Regions from separate parts of the Ovis aries genome. Here region 2 is linked to region 1. A link is a contact called in public Hi-C data. All regions are on one chromosome and are shown on one strand. The core of a region is the stretch at or near the end of the contact, and the rest is flanking DNA. Distances in the headings are between cores, read along the strand shown. Region 1 overlaps SPIDR (scaffold protein involved in DNA repair). Region 2 overlaps SPIDR (scaffold protein involved in DNA repair).

Region 1 (3,390 bases), core at 585-3,084:
AATTCATCACATCTGAAGGCCAAGTACACAGAGATCCCAACATTCCCAAAGTCAGGTCATTTAGCATGTGACAGGAGCTACTGTATCTGAAAAATAATACATTAACCATTACACACTTTAATTTCACACAATTTTTGTATGTAGTTCAAAGCATATACTTATATCTTCATCTGTTATTGTGACAATAAGTGTTAACCATTGCAGAATTTTTACAGATCACTAATAGCTAGATGGAAATAAATGTGTATATATATTCAATTCTACGTAGAGAACTGGAAATGGGAAATAAAAAGCATTTTGAATGGAGAGTGTTTATTGGAGAAGGAAATGGCAACCCACTCCAGTATTCTTGCCTGGAGAATCCCCATGGACACTGGATCCTGGGTTGCTGAGTCAGACATGACGGAAGCAACTTAGCAGCAGCAGCATTGAATTCTTCTGCTGCTTGTTTTGGGGGATTAAAGGATAAGCCAATTTAGCTAGCATTCCGAAGTTGCCAAAAATCTGTGGGGCTCAGCTCCTTGATGGATCGGTCTCACTAGAGGCGAGAAAGTACGTTCTTTCAAACCTGATTTATCAGCAGAAGTGAGCTTCTTCGGCATGTGAAATGATGACGTCTTGAAAACACGGGGGCTGAGGGTTTTCCTCTGACAGTGGCAGCAGCTGCTGGAGGAGATGCAGGCCCCTCTCACAATCCAGACTTATCCCTGGTTCCTCCTCATGTGCCTCTCTTGCCCAGAGCAGATTCTGACAGGGTCAGAGACCTGGTAGCTATACTGGTCAGGGTGGGGCTTCCCCTGTAGCTCAGTTGGTAAAGAATCTGCCTGCAATGCAGGAGACCTAGGTTCGATCCCTGGGTTGGGAAGATCCCCTAGAGAAGGAAATGGCAACCTACTCCAGTATTCTTGCCTGGAGAATCCCATGGACAAAGGAGCCTGGCAGGCTGCAGTCCACGGGGTCGCAAGAGTCGGACATGACTTAGTGAATGAAACCACCACCACCATTGTCAGGGTGGTGCCAGGGGCTGGACTGCCATTCGCCTCACTGAGTTGTTCAGGGGATTAAATGAGGTAGCAGAGGTGAGGAGCCTGCTTACAGTGGGGCTTCGCTGTGTTCTCACTTGTGGAGCAAAGTCAGCGAGGATGGTATTTCAGGCTCTTGCCATTATTCACCTCAGCCTTTGAGGTGTGAAAGCACCTCTGGACAAGAATGCCAGAGAACAGAACAGATAGGCTGGTCCCAATAAAACTTTATTTACAAAGAGAGGTGGCAGGATGAATTCAGCCCATATCTATTTCCATCTAGCTATTAATGATCTCTAACAAGTGAAACTCTACCTTCAGTCAGAGTTCGGCCCATGAAAAGCTACAGCGATACAAACAGCTGTGTTTAACTTATCCAGAAATGGCTGGGTAAAAAACTCTCTCCCCCAATAAGATGATGATTCCTTGCTGTGGGAAGAGGGAAAACCACTCTCTCCACCCAGTTTCTCTAACACCAATGGGAAATGTCCACGCTCTCCTTGCAGGCGTCAGCCCAGAGAGCATGATCTATGAAGGACAGCTGGCTTCACAGGAGAGCTATCTATATTTTCTGTTTTCAAGGGTGATTTGAACAGCTCCCAGGGACTTCCTGTGTTTTCATGGAACCTCTCTAAATCACATCCCATGACAGACGACAGGGTGAGCTCATGTAAACACGGTCGCGGCATCATGAGTAACAAAACCTCTTTCCACCAGAGGCCCTTTATCCTGCGTAAGAGACCTGTGCACTAATAGCAGCCCCAGCTTCAGTTAACCAGCTACAGCTGACTGGATGCTATAAAAAGAACAAACGAAAACATGAACACTGCCTCTCACCCCACTTGAGCCAGTGTGTCAAGGCTGCTCAGCCCTTTCCAAACACTCTGTGAATGAAGTGGCTGAGCTTGGTTCTCTCAGTTGTTTACTGAACAGTGTGTGCAGGAACCACTGAGCAGAGATGGGGAGGGGAGGAAACACAAGATCCATTAGCACATGGGGCCAACATTCTACCTGATCCCAGATTTAGTTCTATAACATACAGGGGGGCGGAGAAAACTTTCAAAAGCAGAGCTAGAGTACTCTGAGCAATTTTTTAAGCACACATACACACTTTGAGTACTTAGGTTTACATTGTGAAAAACTGATCATTAAATCTGGGATAAATTAATACCTTATCAGATATTCTGAGCCTCATGACTCAGCTGGTAAAGAACCTGTCTACCAATGCAGGAGATATAAGAGACAATTGTTTGATCCCTGGGTTGGGGAGATCCCCTGGAAAAGGACATGGCAGCCCACTCCAGTATTCTTGCCTGGAGAATTCCATGGACAGAGGAGCCTGGCAACCACAGACCTCTGGGTCGCAAAGTCGGACACTACTGAGCGACTAACCATCTCATCCTCTGTTGCTCCCTTCTCTTTCTGGCCTCAGTCTTTCCCAGCATCAAGGTCTTTTCCAGTGAGTCGGCTCTTCGCATCAGGGCCAAAGTATTGGAGTTTCTTTCAGCTTCAGAATCAGTCCTTTCAATGAATATTCAGGGTTGACTTTCTGTAGGCTTGACTGGTTTGATCTTGCTGTCCAAGGGACTCTCAAGAGTCTTCTCTAACACCAGTTTGAAAGCATCAATTCTTCAGCACTCAGGCTGCTTTATGGTCCAACTCTCATATCCATACATGTCTACTGGAAAAACCATAGCTGTGACTCTATGGACCTTTGTTGGCAAAGTGATGTCTCTGCTGTCTAGGTTGGTCATAGCTTTTCTTCCAAGGAGCAACAGTCTTAATTTTGTGGTTGCAGTCACCATCCACAGTGATTTCGGAGTCCAAGAAAATAAAATCTGTCACTGTTTTCATTTTTCCTCCAACTATTTGCCATGAAGTGATGGGACTGGATACCATGATCTTAGTATTTTGAATGTTGGATTTTAAGCCAGCTTTCATGTATTTTAAAAAATTATATCTCATGTAGAGTAAATAAATTGCTTCTCAAGTAATTATAAAAAGGCAACACATTTACTTATATTCTTTTTGCATAATAAGTACTAGTGTGTTTTGAGAGTTTATATTCACAAAATTAAATTATGAAAAAATATAGCTTCATAAAGAGAAATTAACACCTGTTAAACTTCAGAAATGTTCAATGCACAGCCTATCATCCTTGGTGGTATTCTATTACAGTTTGTGTTAATGTATGCACCCAAAGGGAAAAGCCAGTAATTCAAGTGATTCAGATTTCAAATAAATTCAGTTTAGGTTTCCTTCAAGACTAAATAAAGCAATTAAATTGTTTTAGTTGAACTGGATGATAAGAAAAGACGTCATGGATAGATATATCTCAGCTGTAGAAGATAAAAGGAAGATAGCTTAC
Region 2 (3,459 bases), core at 271-2,770, 64 kb after region 1:
AATTCTAGTTTTTCTGCTAACTTCTGCCCGCTAATATTTGAAGTTTTAAATCATTACTATTAGTTTCAGAAACTTCCAATTATAAATACAAAGAATTCAACACCTCTTTCTGGACCAACCCCCTCAGTGCAAGCACCACCATCACTGACATTTCATAGAGCCCATAGCCAGACACCATCCCAGCCTGAGGGCATGGGGTTCCTGTGGGGGGCAACATTCAGAGAGAACAACGGTAGGTGACTACAACAAAAACAATCTGGTTTCCAAATTCTAATAATAGCCTGTAGAAAAACACACATTTATACACATACCTAACCCTAGAACTTTACAGCTATTAGCAAGGCTAATAGTCCAACCAACAGCCTCTCTTCCACCCCCACTGCTACATCTAAAAATAAAATAGCACAGTACCCAGGCATATTTTGCTTGCTTCAACAAGGAGCTCAGAAAATCCCCTCATGACTTACTGCAGTGGGATCAGTCCACTGTACACCATGAGTCAGCACTTCTCCACATTTCTGGAAATTCCTTACCAGAGACATGACCTACAACAGGATGCCAACTTTCCATTTCAATATGTAACAGGAAGTATTCAAACATAGTTCACCTAAACTGAAGAACTGTTTTAATGTAACTGTTATGACACAGAAATAAGAGAATCTACTGAAAGGCATTGTTTAAAAAGAAAGAAAGAACATTTTTACTTTAACACACACAAATTGTGATATGCTAAGCCAGGACAATCAATGTGAACAAAGTGTGCCTAGAAGACAGGAAAACACAAATTAAGTTTGAACTTGGTTACTGTCCAATTTTCTGCTGCACACACTACTACAGAGTTGAACGACTTTTGGGAAATCTGTGTTTATTATATTAAGGGTCTGCTATGTTTTGTTTTGAATACCTGGCTTGGCCAGTAACATAATATTCAGAAACAACAACGTTAATGCAAATATTTTCAGGAAAAAAAACTTCTGTAGCATATATCTTAATAGAATATACCTCTCCCCTAATTAATGGATTGAAGTTACTACATTAACACATTACAGAGACTTCATGTTTCAGAAGTCATGTTTCCGAAGATTAACAGATTTTACACAGCCTGTTCATTAACCACAGCACCTGGGCCTCAGTGTGCCGTTCCCCCGCTTTACACTCAAAAAGGTGCTTCTGCAGATAAAATATCAACTACAAGAAGTTGTTTTTCCAGAATTCTTAAAGAGAGTTTCAAAACTTAAGTTCAATAAGAAGCCAAATAACTCAGCTATTACAGTCATTAATAAATGCATTTAACATTCGTGCAGCATCAGAATGTTAGACATCTGGTTCTAATTTCAATTTTGGCTCAGAATAAAAGTGCCTCCCCCACAATAGTTTGATTATAAACTGTTCTCTTCCTCCTCTTTCTTTTTCTTCTTTGGAAGCTGTTATCCTTCATTCTTGCTGGAAGCCACCTGACCACTGCCAGGAAGAGGAATGCAGAACATTCCCAGGAGCGGCTGTGACGTCAGCCCCGCATTCCAACGCTCTGTGGTCAGGGCTGTCGGGAAAGCCAGCCTCCAGCAAACCCTCCAGTGAGATAACAGCAGAGGCCTGCACTAAATCTCATTAAGAACGCCTTCATGTGATGCTCTAAACGAACAGTTAAGATGGTAGGGCACTGAGCGAATTTATAAAGTATATGTAACACTAATCTTCAAAAATTTTATGTTTCTTGGGAGAAAAAAAAATACAGAAAATGATTTAGCAACAATGATCAACAGACTGATCTTAGGCTTAGCCATTACTATGCAGATCAGGTAAGATGGACAACAAAATAGGCTGGGTTTCAACCTGCAGAACTTCCTCAATTAAACAACCCCACAACCTGTCTCCAAATCCTCTTAAGGAAGAGATGGAAGTCCCATTCAGGGACTTCTAAAGCAAGCAGTGGATGCATTTAGAAATTGGAGAAGGCAGTGGCACCCCACTCCAGTACTCTTGCCTGGAAAATCCCATGGACGGAGGAACCTGGTAGGCTGCAGTCCATGGGGTCGCTGAGGGTCAGACACAACTGAGTGACTTCACTTTCACTTTTCACTTTCATGCATTGGAGAAGGAAATGGCAACCCACTCCAGTGCTCTTGCCTGGAGAATCCCAGGGAAGGGGGAGCCTGGTGGGCTGCTGTCTCTGGGGTTGCACAGAGTCGGACACGACTGAAGTGACTTAGCAGCAGCAGCAGATGTATTTTCTCTGGAGAGAATTACTGCATAGAGATAGAAACTGAAGGTGTGAATATTACAAAGAAAATACAAACATGCACATACTCTTTTTACATACAATTTTCATTTGTAACTTCCTAGGTTTCTGTCAAGTGTGTTTGTTAACTTACTTGCAAATATATTCTTAAATATATGCTGTAATTAGGGGCAACCAGTATCTAACACAACTGTGAACTGTAGTTTCTGGATACAGACATGTGCGCCACACTGTGTGAACCACTAGGTGTGTGCTGAAAAGAGACAGCACAAGGTAGGAAGTCAAGGGATTCAGGTTCTAGTCCTAGTTCTGCCTCCAGAAAAGTAATTACCTTTCCTAAACCTGTTTCCTCATCTGTAAGAATCTAGTTCTATTTATACCACAAGGTTATCTGAAGAGGAAATAAGAAAACAGACATGAAAGTACTCACAGAAGTTCCTTGATTAGCTTCTGTCTATTAGGTATTGTAATATATCACTACAAAATGCATTTCAGGGATGAAACTGGGGATTCATCACAGTTGCCAAAGTGTCTGTCTTTAATTAGAACTATCCTATAAAAGCCCTAAATCAAAGCCCCAACTCAAACTTTCTGCCTCCTGCACAGCCCAGAACAGAAATCAGAATATCTGGATGCTAGCAATGTGACAGGAAAATACAGAAAGGAACACGAAGACTGAGAGACAGCTGTCGTGTGTCACGGCCACCCGCCTCTCAACCTGACCCCTCAGGGAGCCACAGAGAAGGTCAGTGTGGCAGAGGCTGCCCTTGAAATAGGCTCCCGGATTCCCATGAGGTAAGGAAAAGTGGAGCCAAGTGCCCAGAAGCAGTCAGGCAGAGCACACATCAGGATCCAGAGGACCTAAGTTATTTAATACGCCCTGAGGTACAGGAATACTTGGTGGAGGATGGCTACTGAGAGATTTGTGGAAGAGCTGAGAATCTAAAGAAACTCCCATATAACCTCTAGGGTAACTGACAGAGGCCCTGCCTGGTCAAGCACCGTAAGGTCCAGGAGTATCCTCTGGGTCCCAGCCTGAGTAAGCAGCAGTCCCAGAGCCCCTGATTCGGAGAGCAGCTGGTCCTTCAGGAAAGAACTCTTCACTGGTATCCCAAGCCTGTCAGTTAATTCTTCCTTCTACTCCTTCCCAAAGTGTTATTTTTGGGGACAGCTGTGTACTGGAGAAAGAGAAAGCTAGCCCTTTCGGGACCTACGGGTCC

What was found. A called contact is a pair of places that touch in the nucleus more often than the background predicts.
Region 2: a contact with region 1 is called in a Hi-C map of tail adipose tissue, with 1.5 times the contacts expected there. The contact joins two enhancer-like sites. A contact is called at or near these places in 3 of 16 Hi-C or Micro-C datasets (muscle, omental adipose tissue and tail adipose tissue).

Annotation. Positions count from the first base shown.
Region 1 is chr9:32,216,132-32,219,521 of ARS-UI_Ramb_v3.0, forward strand. All of the region lies in intron 10 of SPIDR (scaffold protein involved in DNA repair), which reads right to left. It overlaps LOC121820333 (a long non-coding RNA gene), which reads right to left. Exons shown (of 3, transcript XR_006060820.2): 2 at 1-3,390. Among named protein-coding and RNA genes, the nearest start is that of CEBPD, 78 kb to the left of the region's middle. Within about 2 kb of position 1,835, at least 25 of the 54 cell types and tissues checked have an H3K27ac peak or open chromatin away from gene starts, as enhancers often do. A contact at or near this core is called in muscle and tail adipose tissue, where this site is marked.
Region 2 is chr9:32,280,546-32,284,004 of ARS-UI_Ramb_v3.0, forward strand. All of the region lies in intron 8 of SPIDR (scaffold protein involved in DNA repair), which reads right to left. Among named protein-coding and RNA genes, the nearest start is that of CEBPD, 140 kb to the left of the region's middle. Within about 2 kb of position 1,521, at least 32 of the 54 cell types and tissues checked have an H3K27ac peak or open chromatin away from gene starts, as enhancers often do. A contact at or near this core is called in muscle and tail adipose tissue, where this site is marked.